Regions from separate parts of the Sus scrofa genome. Here region 2 is linked to region 1. The links are chromatin contacts, called in public HiChIP or PLAC-seq maps. All regions are on one chromosome and are shown on one strand. Each heading gives the region's core, a stretch centred on a gene start, on an enhancer-like site or on the middle of the called end of the contact. The rest is flanking DNA. Distances are from core to core; before and after follow the strand shown. Region 1 has its middle 36 kb from the start of ZC3HC1. Region 2 holds the start of UBE2H (ubiquitin-conjugating enzyme E2 H).

Evidence for each region. HiChIP or PLAC-seq counts read pairs in DNA pulled down with a chosen protein or histone mark.
Region 2: an H3K27ac HiChIP or PLAC-seq map of skeletal muscle shows a contact between it and region 1. The contact joins the promoter of UBE2H here to the enhancer-like site in region 1. A contact is called at or near these places in 1 of 5 promoter capture datasets (liver), 9 of 47 Hi-C or Micro-C datasets (embryonic fibroblasts, fetal liver, fibroblasts and 3 more) and 1 of 2 datasets of contacts at active chromatin or transcription factors (skeletal muscle).

The regions. Positions count from the first base shown.
Region 1 is chr18:18,773,610-18,779,529 of Sscrofa11.1, reverse strand. No RefSeq gene overlaps it. Among named protein-coding and RNA genes, the nearest start is that of ZC3HC1, 36 kb to the right of the region's middle. Within about 2 kb of position 4,664, at least 8 of the 83 cell types and tissues checked have an H3K27ac peak or open chromatin away from gene starts, as enhancers often do. A contact at or near this core is called in skeletal muscle, where this site is marked.
Region 2 is chr18:18,815,068-18,821,885 of Sscrofa11.1, reverse strand. UBE2H (ubiquitin-conjugating enzyme E2 H) reads right to left here and starts at 2,274. Exons shown (of 5, transcript XM_021078796.1): 1 at 1,746-2,274. The coding sequence starts at 1,798.

The DNA of each region.
Region 1 (5,920 bases), core at 3,415-5,914:
AGGTTCCCAGGCTAGGGGTCTAATCTGAGTTACAGCTGCAGGTCTATACCACAGGTCACAGCAACGCCAGATCCTTAACCCACTGAACGAGGCCAGGGATCAAACCCACCACCTCATGGTTCCTAATCGGATTTGTTTCCTCTGTGCCACAACGGGAACTCCAAGAATTCATAATTCTTTAGAAGAGTCAACAGAGACTAAAATTTTGGAGAGAATCAGGGATTTGGAAATGTCAGAGAAGAAAGAGAAAAGCTACTTAATGGGAGAGGAGATGAAATCAAGGGTCTATGTGGAGGAAATAGTTTTGAATAGCAAAATACCAATATTTGAGGCCTTCCTGTTGTGGCTCAGTGGTTAACGAACCCGACTAGCATCCATGAGGACATAAGTTCGATCCCTGGCCTTGCTCAGTGGGTAAAGGTTCCGGCGTTGCCATGAGCTGTGGTGTAGGTTGTAGATTTGGCTCAGATCCTGCATTGCTGTGGCTGTGGCGTAGGCCGGCGGCTACAGCTCTGATTCAACCCCCAGCCTGGGAACCTCCATATGCCTCCGGTTTGGCCCTAAAAAGACAAAAAAAAAAAAAAAAAAAAGTACACATATTTGAAGCTGAGTTGGACAAGAGAAGTGGGTTTCAGTGTAGGATACAAGTCTCATTTTGAGGAGTTCCCATTGTGGCTCAGTAGGTTAAGAAACTGACTAGTATCCATGAGGATGTGGGTCCAATCCCTGGCCTTGTTCAGTGGGTTAAGCATCCAGCTTTGTTGCAAGCTGTGCAAAAGGTCACAGATGTGGCTCGGATCCTCATTGCTGTGGCTGTGGGGTAGGCCAGCAGCTGTAGCTCTGATTCAACCCCTAGCCTGGGAATTTCCATATGCCACAGGTGCAGCCTTAGAAAGAAAAACAAAAAACAAAAAAAAAAAGTCTCAGTTTGAAAAAGTGGAGGTTGATATTGGTTTTATATTTATATATATTTATATATTAGGATACAATGACCTGATGCATCTGGGGCCTCACATGTAGTTATAGGGACACTTCTTTTGTTTTATTTTTAGGGCCACACCCACAGCATATGGAAGTTTCCAGGCTGGGGGCTGAATCAGAGCTGTAGCCGCTGGCCTACATCACAGCCACGGCAACTCAGGATCCGAGCCACATCTTCGACCTACACCACAGCTCACGGCAACGGTGGATCCTTAACCCACTGAGCAAGGCCAGGGATTGGACCTTCGTCCTCATGGATGCTAGTCAGATTCGTTTCCACTGAGACATGATGGGAACTCCTAGGGACACTTCTTTTAGCATGCACAAATATGGACGACTTTTTCTCAAGATTAGAACAGGATAATCACAACCAGCATAAAGAGTACTAAATAAATTTATATAAATTGACTGAATCCTACCCATCTCCCAAAGACATGGGACTGTGAAAGAAATGATGAGAAAAGCATATTATGGCTAGAAAAATGTTTGTATACGTTTTTCTGAGCCAGATGTATTACCTTTCCCAAGGTCCTGAGGCCAAAGTCTCTGGGAACAATTTTTATTTTTAGTTGTTGACTCAAATTTGTTTCTGTTGGACATCAGCTGTTACTGGCTCCAATTCCTTTTTTTTTTTTTAAATATATCTTTCATGGTTTTAGGGTTGAACCCGTGGCACATGGAGGTTCCCAGGCTAGGGGTCTAATCGGAGCTGTAGCCACCGGCCTACACCAGAGCCACAGCAATGCCAGATCCGAGCCGCATCTGTGACCTACACCACAGCTCACGGCAATGCCAGATCCTTAACCCACTGAGCAAGGCCAGGGATCGAACCTGCAACCTCATGGTTCCTAGTCGGATTCATTAACCACTGAGCCACAAAGGGAACTCCTCCAATTCCAATTTTGAGTAGACAATCTCAGACCCAGATTCTTAATCATAGATGTCCTGTTTGGAATCTGATCTTTAAAAAGCTTATGAATGAGCCATGAGTTCAATGCTTAATCTATGGTGAGACATGTAGAATAAAAGACTTATCTACTTTTTTACTTTTTTATTTTTATTTTTTATTTTTTGCTTTTGCTTTTTAGGGCAGCACCTGCTGCACATGGAAGTTCCCAGGCTAGGGGTGGAATGGGAGTGGCAGCTGCTGGTCTATACCACAGCCACAGTAACACAGGATCCTGGACCCACTGAGCAAGGCCAGGGATCAAACCTGCATCCTCATGGATACTAGTTGGATTCGATTCTGCTGTGCCACAATGGGAACTCCCTCATCTGCTTTTTATTTTATTTTTTATCTTTCGTCTTTTTAGGGCTGCACCCTTGGCAGATGGAGGTTCCCAGACTAGGGGTCGAATCAGAGCTGTAGCTGCCAGCCTACACCACAGCTACGGCAACTCAGGATGCAACCCACATCTGCGACCTACACCACAGTTCATAGCAACCTGGCATCCTTAACCCACTGAGCAAGGCCAGGGATCAAACCCGAGTCCTCATGGGTTCGTTAATCACTGAGCCACAATGGGAACTCCAAAACCTTATCTGATTTTTAAACAAATTCTATTTGAACTAGAAAAAACAGAGTTTCCTGGTGGCTCAGAGGGTTAAGATCTAGCATTGTCACTGCTGTGGCTCTGGTTACTGCTGTGGTGCAGGTTTGATCCCTGGCCTGGAGAACTTCTGCATGCTGAGGGTGCAGACAAAAAAGAACAGATAATCCCTCCCCCACAAAAACAAAAACAGTTCACCCATTTTCATCCCACTTCTGGCAACCACGAATCTGTTCTATCCATGAGCTTTTTTTTTTTCCACTTCTTATTATGTCCCATATGTAAGAATGATAATATGGTATTTGTCTTTCTCTGATATTTCACTTAGCATAATGCCCTCAAGATCCATTCATGTTGTCACGAATGGACAGATTTCATCCTTTTTATGGCTGAAAATATTCTACTGTATATATATGTTTTTGCTTTCTTTGGATAAATACCCAAAAGTGGAACTGCTGGATCATACAGTAATCCTATTTTAAATTTTTTGAGGAATCTCTATATGATTTCCCATATTTTCCATAGTGACTGCACCAATTTACATTCCTACCAACATACAGGAGGGTTCCTTTTTCTCTACACCCTCTCCAACACTTATTATTTGTAGATTTTTTTTTGTTTTCTTCCCACGGTACATGAAAGTTCCTGGGCTACGGGTAGAATCAGGGCTGTAGCTGCAGGCCTATGCTGAAGCTTGAGGCAAACTGGATCTTTTTTTTTTTTTTTTTTTTTTTTGTCTTTTGTTGTTGTTGTTGTTGTTGTTGTTATTGTTGCTATCTCTTGGTTCTTGGGCCACTCCCGCGGCATATGGAGGTTCCCAGGCTAGGGGTTGAATCGGAGCTGTAGCCACCGGCCTACGCCAGAGCCACAGCAACGCGGGATCCGAGCCGCGTCTGCAACCTACACCACAGCTCACGGCAACGCCAGATCGTTAACCCACTGAGCAAGGGCAGGGACCAAACCCGCGACCTCATGGTTCCTAGTCGGATTTGTTAACCACTGCGCCACGACGGGAACTCCGCAAACTGGATCTTAACCCACTGAGTAAGGCCAGGGATTGAATCAGGATCCTCAAGGACACTATGTCAGATTCTTAACCCGCTGAGCCACACAGGAACTCCTTTTTTTTTTTTTTTTTTTTTTTTGGTTTTTTGAATGAAAGCCATTCTGACAGGGGTAAAATTATAATCTCACCTTGGTTTTGGTTGCATTTCCCTGATATAGAGCATGTTTCCATGTACCTGTTGGCCATCTGCATGTCTTCTTTGGAAAAGCCTATATTTTATTTATTTATTCATTCATTTAGCTTTTTAAGGCCGCACATACAGCATATGGAGGTTCCCAGGCTTGAATCGAAGCTGTAGCTGCCGGCCTACGCCACAACAGCAGGATCCGAGCTGCATGTATGACCTACACTGCAGCTCACAGCAACGCTAGATACTTAAGCCACTGAGCCAGGCGAGGGATCAAACCTGCATCCTCACGGATACTTCCAGCTTCACAGCTCATTACTGCTGAGCCACAAGGGGAACTCCCAGAAGTGCTTATTTTGTTATTGGATGTTGTGTGTGTATGTATGCTGTGAGTTCTTTATACATTTTTGGTATTAGTCTCTGATCAGATTATGATTTACAAACATCTTCTGTCATTCAGTAGGTCGTCTTGGACGAATCTTGACCAAGCGGATGGTATTCAAGCCTGAGTTCTGTCCTCGAGCTCCTTAGAGGCTGTGAGCTCTCGCAGGTGATCCCATCGCGTCACAAGACCGTGCGTGCTCCTTTCCCTTCAGGAAGCTGGCCTCTCCTCCCTCTCATTCCTGGGTTCTAGGATTTGCTTACCGCCGCAACCTTCACTGTCTCCGTCCAGAGCAAACTGACAAGGCAGGTGCAGTGTTTGAAAGCTGAGCTCACATTGTCTGACATTTCTCTCTTTGAAAGGTGGGGATCCTTGTCTTCGGATTGGAGTTGACCTTCATGACTTTCTTGTAACTTGAGGCGAGTTCAGAGAGGCTAGTTCATGCAGCTTCCACTCGGCTTTCCCAGCAAGGCCCCAATAGCCTTTATAAGGCTGTGGCAAAGGTCGGGGCTGGGATTCGCCCTGGGTTGGCAGGTTAACCGGAAAGCCAGTCATCAGGAGGCTGAGGTCATGTTCCAGGCAGCCGGGCCAGAACTAGGTCCTCCCCTCCCTGCCGCCTCGCCCTCCCCTCAGGGAGCCTCACTTCCCGGACTGGAAAGCAGAGGGCCGCGGACCACATGAGACGCTGAGGCTTTACAGGGGCTTGGATTGCACTGCAGGGGTGCCACCCCCAAGGCGCCAGTTGCTGGGGGGCGGTGTGTGAAAGGGGGGCTGCAAGGTGAGGGAGCCCAGCCACAGCACAGCAGTGGGAGCGGGCCTGGCGCCATCCCCATCTCCGTCCCGCAGGCCCGGGGAAGCTGGCCTCTTGGCCGGTACTTCGTTTTAGGGGCCCTTTAGCTCCTTCCTGGAGGAGAGCCGCACTCTGGGCCGTTTCCTGACTCCCCGTCCCACCCGCAGGTGTGCTGACCTGGCCTCCTCCTCAGGACCCCCTTCCCCAGCTGGGCCACGGATGGTCCCTGCCGTGGAAATCACCTCAAGGCTGAAAACGTCTTCCTCCGGGTCGTGCAGAAGGGCCCTCACCCTTTCTCCTCTGGCACGTCCTGCTGGTCGCCCTCACCATGGAGTCGGAGAGAGAACGGTCAGGACCTTCCTTCAACATTTACTGTATTTTTTGAAAAGGTGTTTTCTAATTATATCGCAGTTACCTTTGTGTGTCTGTGAAACAGAGTCCCTTTTTTCTTCCTCATTTTACTCTGGAAAAACCCCAGATGGAGCTAGTGGGAGTTGACCCATATCACTGCTGATCTGCAGGGTTGGCCTGGGGAATGCTGGGCTTGGCAAGACTGCCTGGGGCCCCCTGGGGGCCAGGGGGTGCAGAGGTGGCTCAGTGGTGTGGGGGGTGGCGTGGAGGGGAAGAGGAAGCTGCCGCCCCATCCAGTCTTTCCTCCTTGGCTTCACCTCTGATTCCTGGAAATGTTTTCCAAAGGCTCTGAGGCCTCAGCTCTGGTTCTGCTCATCCCAGAATGGGCCCTGGGGCCTTGGGCCTGTTGTCAAGCCCCCGCCAGGCTTTTCACTCACTTTGGAGCTATGTCTCCGGGGTCAAACTGCTTTGTCTTGCTTTCTGAAGGGAGAAGCAGCAGAAAGTGCTGGCACTCGTGAGTGCAGCAGGCAGAAGATGTTCCAGCCTCCTGGCAGCCTGCTGGTCCAGCTCCAGGCCCAGGTGGCTGCCGGCTGGATGATTCAGGTAAGCTGTGCTGGACAAACAAGCCAGTATTCTCACCCCAGCAGGTGAGGACTGTAATTAACTCTCCTGT
Region 2 (6,818 bases), core at 1,025-3,524, 45 kb before region 1:
GTACACACAGCCATAGTTACAAGTTTTCCTGCCACTGTATTTAAGGCCAACATTACTGGTATCATTCACACATTTACAAAACTCAATCACAGCCCAAGGGTCAATTTCACTTGTGCCTAGACATACATTTGGTACAAAATATATACTTTATTACATGCTCCTCTCTCTAATCCCCACTTCAACCTCTCCAAAATTCTAAACTTCAAACCACAAAACTTGCAAGTTCATCTACTGTTTGTAATTTCTAATCAAGTTTTCCCGAGCGAGGAGAAAAACACCTTGTTCCTGAAAAGATTATGCGGGGGGAAAATCACTTGCCCAGGCAACTTCCCTCCCATCCCCCACTTCCAAATCAAATGCAAAAACTACTTTTTAAAAACTTCAGCGAATTCCTTAACAGAATACTTAACAATAATCATTGATCTCTGCAATGAGGCAAAACGTCCAATCAAAAACAGTAACAATAAAAGGAAGAAAGAAGGAATTCACCTGAAGAATCTAGCCAAACAACTTGAGTTATATAAACAAAACCCTGCAACAGGGGGAAATGGTGGGGGGATGGGGTGAGGGAGAAACAAGAAGCAGGAGAGACAGACTTTTCAACTGCGTTTCTCACACTACCACTCCCCACCCGGATTCCCCTCTCCCCAGGGATTAGCTGTTCACAACACTGGGCTCATTTCCTCTCTCCCCCCACCCTCTAAATTACCCCTCAAAAAAATGTCTCGATTTGTCCCAAGAACCTTCGCGAATTTCTCTAGCTGGTCATGAAATAATCAGTCTGGACTCCAACCAAAACCACTGCCTGAAGGACTCTTATCAGTTAGAGCTGTCCCACTGCTACCTTCAGAGTACACAAAGTTGGGGGGGGGGTCGGAAAATAAAGGGTGTCATTTGGCAAGATCAGGATAATTATTCCCCAAGAACCTTATTCTCAAACAGGGAGTTTGCTTAAATGGCTAGCACAGGGGCTATTTAGTCAGGGAGATCCTCTTTCTCTCTCCCTCCCCACAGCTGTCATAGCCACAATATGGAGGGTGGCTGGCTGGAGGGCCTGGGGGTCCTCACCAAATACAACTATGGGTGGGATAGGCATTGTCGGTGGGGTTCTTCCAGGGACAAGGAAGCTTAACAGGGGTCTCGGATTGAAAACACTCAGAGCTCTTTATTACAAGAGGGGGCACTGAGTAGAATACTCTCTTCCTAATATAGAAAGGAATTAGGGATAAAGGAGGTCACTTGAGTTACCCCAGTTCAAGAAGCATTGTGAGTGGAGGGAATGGAGGCATCTCAAGAACAGGAGAAAGGCTTCACTCTCGGGAATTTCTATATCGAGTCCCTAAATCCAGAGCGAGCAGAGAGGAAAAAGAACGTGGGCTCTGTAGTGGAGAGAGGTGGCTGGTCCTGCAAAAAAAAAAAAAAAAGAAAAGAAAGAAAAAAAAAAAAAAGCCGTTTTGGGAGTCCAAACGTCGTGGAGAAAAGTCACGGGCACTGGGGGTGCAGAAAGAGCGTGGAACAACGCACATTTCGGGGTGCTGCAGATAAAGGGGGAGCCGAGAAGGCTCTCAGCTCCTGGGAGGTGCCAAGGAGCCTCCGTAGGCACTGGGGGGAGGGAGACGAAAGAAGGAGCCTCGGACAGTGGCCTGGAGTGCCCCTGGGCCCCTGTTTAGGTTTCAAGGGGGTGCCGTGGGCATCCCCATACTGCCCCCCACATACAGCCCGAATCCCCCCTCCTCGAAGGATACAGCTTGACCACGTCTGTGTCCATCCGCCTCTTGCCCGGACTAGGGGATGACATGGTGTCGCCGCTGCCTCCCCGTCGCCTGCGCCGCCGCCGCCTCTCTCCTTTCCTCGGCCCGTCTGTCACGGGCCCTGGGCCCCGGCTCTGAGGAGCCCGCGGTCGCGCCGGCTCCTCGGTGGAGGTGGCAACACCCCCGCGGTCTTGTCCGGTCCCGTCAGCCGCCGCCGCCGCCGCCGCCCCCCGCACGGGGGAACACCGGGCACTGTCCGGCCGAGTGGGGGTGGGGACCCCGCGGCGCCCGGCTCAGGCTGCCCCTCTCCGGCTGTGGGTTCCGCCTCGGCCCAGCCCCGGCGCGCCTCTGTGCCGCGCGACTCTCCCTCCTTCCTGCTCTAGCTCGCTCGCCTGCTTGCCTGCTCGCCCGCTCACCCTCTCGCCGGCTCCCTAGCAGCCTCCACGACAAGCGGACGATTCCTGCTCAGTCGGCCTCTCTACCCCAGCCTCGCTCTGGGCGCCGTGACGTCACCTCTGTGACGTCATCGGAGGGGGCGGGTCCGGCTGGCAAAAGGGGTGGGGTGCCGCCGCCGCCGCGGCGTGAACTTTTCTCGAGGGATTCTGGGAGATGTAGTTCCACTTTCTCCTGACCGCCCAGCTCTCCGCCCCCTCCCCCAACTCCCCCACACACTTAATCGCTCAACTGCCAGTGTCGTTATCATCATCATAAACGATAATGGTTAAATAATGGCACTATTATTACATCCATGTATTTTAGGGTAATGACCCTCCTTCCCACGTACACTGTTAAAAATTCTGTTTATTTGATTTGAGGAAGCCAAGGTGGCAATTAACCCAGTCACCAAAATCTGGAAATTCCTACACAAGCATTTCCCTGCACTCTGCTCCCTCCTTGGAGGGAGAGAATTTGTTTGCATGGATTGTAGACTAGAGCAAGGCATCTCTGAGCTTGCAAATCAGAGTTTGCTATGCTCCTGTGTATAGGGTCACCTTTTCAAGGATTAGAGTTGAGGCGGCCAGGCCACAAGGCCAGAAATAATTTAGTACTAACATCCTTATTCTATTCAGTATGAGGTGATTTCACAAAATGAATGACTGATAGAAGCAGAAATACCCCAAACATGCTCTTCTTCAGGCAAATTGTTCTGCCCTCCAAACTCCTATATCAACCCCATATACTTCATCATTCAGTAAGTATTTATTGAGCACCTATTGTAGTCATCACCCTGCTGGACATGAGGATATGGTGAACTAAGAAATACTTTAAATTTACACGGCACTCCCAATACGGTCTAGATTTAGAGTGTCAGCATCACCTGGGAACTTGTTAGAAATGCAGGCTAGGGCTCCACCACAGACCTACTGAATTAGAATTCGCAATTTAACAAGGTCCCCAGGTGATTCCTTTGTGTAGTAAAGTTTGAGATACACCGCTCTACAAAGCTCTCCAAAAGAAGTGACGCGGAACCCAGAAGTCAACCCGCCAAAGGAGGCAGGAAAAAGTGTTCTAGGCAGCTCTTGTATTTATATCCCATTTTCACTGCCACCTGTTTTCAAAATTTTTATCTATTCCCTTGTTCCCATGAATACATTTGAATTTTGTCAAACCATGTGCTGTGAGTTGGGTCCCCTTATGTAACAGCTATACACACACACACACAAACCTGGAGCCAAACTTGGCTCCCCACTCTCCTTCACCTGAGTATCTCCCACTCTTGTGATTCCCAAGCTTTGGTGTACTTCTGAATCACCTGGGGAGCTTGTTAAGCTCACAAATGTCCAGGCCCCACCCTGGGAATTCTGATTCAGAGGGTCGAGGGTGGGGCTTGGATGTCTAAGTCTTTAACAAGCTCCCCAGATGATTCTGATGCAGGCCAAAGTTTGAGAACCACTCCTGATAGATTCCACCATAGGCCTCAGCACTTGCCAAACACCTGCCTGACCCCTCTAGGTGGGTCCTGCACTTCCATAACCTCCTCTGCAAATAAGGAGGTTTCTTCCCCACCTGAGAGCAAGGTGGTAAGCTCAGAGAACCCACAGATATTTTTTCCAGAACAGAAAAAACTGATCAGGGATGGGATACTTGAGTAAAAAGGGCATAGAGGGATCTAGAAATTTTCCCTGCTGCTTTAATTCTCACAGATGTTATGCTGCCGTGATCTAAGCACTAAGCAAAAATTATTAGCGAAGTATTTATTTAGAGAGACTTGTTCTGGACTACCCTGGAGAAGGTAGGGCTGCTCTAGCCAGGAATGCAATGGCAGTTAGCCTCTGAGCAGTTGTCAAAAAGGAATCAGCCTTCCCAGTAAGTATCTTAACTCTGAGTTACTTAGGACAAACCTGCCCCTCCCCAGCTCTTAATTATGCCTCAGTTAATTGCTTACATCCTCCCCAAGCATCAGTTTTCTCATCTGTAAAATGTGGTTCATAATGCCCTACCCACTTGAGTGGGTTGATGGAATAGATGGAAAAGATGAATGCGAAAGCCCCTTGTAAACTAAAAATTGCTTTTCATAAAGGCGATGTGAAGTGTTATTGTAAGGTGTGATAGGATACTAGCAGGGGTATTAATATCAATTCTCCACTTGCCCCACTCGCTATGCACTGTGTGGCCGTTAAGAAGAACATTCACTTTTTTGGAGAGGGGGTTTAAGATGTCTTAGTGTTACTCTTTGTGGTGAAGTTATATTTACATTTTTACACCTTTCTCTCTGGGTATCTTGCCATCTGCTCCTTCATAAATCTACCTCCCCTTATTCTGACTTCCTCCCCAAGCCCTCCTCTTTCCAGAGCCTCAGAGGACTCCTGATCATGCCCTATGACCAGGTAGGTTCAAAAGGTGGCACCAAAGTGGTGCCAAATGACAGCCCTGGTTTGATTTATTTTTGGCTTAACGAACCTGGAGCTCCTCTTGAGCAGAGTAAGTTTGCGCTCACCTTGCCTCCCAGTGTTTCAGCCACTCAGAATGTCAATAATTTACTCTAAAACAACACCAGGGCCTGGGAGTGTCTGTTTATATGTGTGCACACGCGGCTGTACACTGGAATGAGCCATGTTCTTCCTTATCAGGGACAACCAGGGACGCCGTGAGGGCACAGCTGTCCAACCCTGCCTGACTCGCCAGTGTTGCAATCTGGGAAGTGTATTCAGGCCTGTTTATCTCTCCCCACGGCTGGGCCAAGCTTGACCAGTGGAGCCTCTGATCTCAGGAATAGCTCCTCAAAGGCAAGAAAATAAGTTTGCAGAGAACATACTGCTTTGAACAAGGCGCTAGGAGGGAGTGAGATGAAACCCATTGGAAGAGCCCCACTCAGAAGCTGCTCTGTCCCTGAAGGTCCCTATTAACCCAATGGCTCCAAAACTAAAGCCAATTTATCACTGTCCCTGATAAATGTGAAAGTCCCCCAAATAAGGCCGCCTGATTCTGTTGGATCATTTCTATTGAGAAAGAGGTTCACTTCCATCTGGCACTCTTGGTATCTGAGATCACAGGCCCAGACCCCTTGAGAGGGCAATAATATCAGCAGTTTCCTTGCTGCCAGGAAATAAAAGCTTAAAACTCATTTCAAGTCATCTCCATGTGACTCTATTACAATCTGTCCCCACAGAAGCAGACATTGGGGCTCAGGAAGAGCCTGCAGCAGCAAGGACAGGCAGATTGAGAGACTGCTATCATCCCCACGGGGTTCTTTGCTTGATACCCCTGGCAGCAGGCGCCCTGGGCGAACCCCAACCCCAAGACCAGTGTGATTCAATGAGAGCTTGGAACTTGGAGACAGAGGACACCCTCTAGGCCCAGGTCTGCTACCTGTTATTAATTTATTTATTCATTACTTTTCTTGTTTTTTAATTAAAGCAGAGTTGCTTTACAATGTTGTGCCAGCCACCTGTTATTGACAGAACTTAAGCAAGTACCCTAACCTTCATGTTCCAGTTACTCGTCTGTAAAATGCGATGACAGAACATGCATCCATCCAACGCTTGCCCAGACCAAATAGAAGAAATGTTTCAACCTCTAAAGGGCTAGTCGTGGATAAGATATTATCATATCTCCCTTACACACAGACACACTCTCTCTCTCTCTCTCTCTCTCTAATGCCAAGGCTCAAGACAAGAGCGAGGCTGGAAATTATTCACCCCTGCATCCAGGGAGCTCTCATCCTGGCCAGATCCTCTGAAACCCTTGTTTTGCCAGTTATGGCTTCCTGCATGTTTACTCTGCTGCTTCCTCATCCCCCTGATCTGGAAACGCTAGAGGTCCCAGATTCAGTCCCCAGGCCTCTGTTCTTCTTTTTCTACATGTAATCCAGTCTCAGAGCTTTAACTGCCATCTATGCTCTGACTCCCTAACATACCGTTCTAATAGGGACCTGACTCCTGAACTCCAGACACACAGCTGCCTATTCAACATCTTCTGGTGTCCCGAATAAACTCCTGAGACCCTCCCCAGCTCTTCCACACATAATTTTCCCCATCTCAGTAAATGGCCAAATGAAGTTGAAATATATGAAATGGACTTTTAAGATTAAGAACAGTCAAATATTGGCAACTTCATTCTCTTCAACCAAATACATCCTTCCAACTGCTCGGGCCAAAGGCCTTGGACTTTACAATCCCTGACCCCTCACTTTAATACGGTACCTTGAATACATTAGGAAATCCTCTTGGCTCTGCTAATCAAATATATCCAGAATCTTTTCCCCACCACTTTTACTAAGCCAGCGTCATTACTGCAATCGCTTCCCAACAGGCCTCCTGTCTTTAACCTCTGAAATCACTCAGAAACCAGCAATCCTTTTTTTTTTTTTTTAGGGCTGCACCCATAGCATATGGAAGTTCTCAGGCTAGGGGTCAAATCGGAGTTGCAGCTGCCAGTCTACACCACAGCTACAGCAACACTGGATCCTTAACCCACTGAGCAACGCCAGGGATTGAACCCACGACCTCCTGGTTACTAGTAGGATTCATTTCCACTATGCCACAATAAGAACTCCAATAATCAAATTTCTTAATTGTCCCCTCTATGGCTTTTTTTTGGAGCCAGAATTCATTGAAAATTCACATA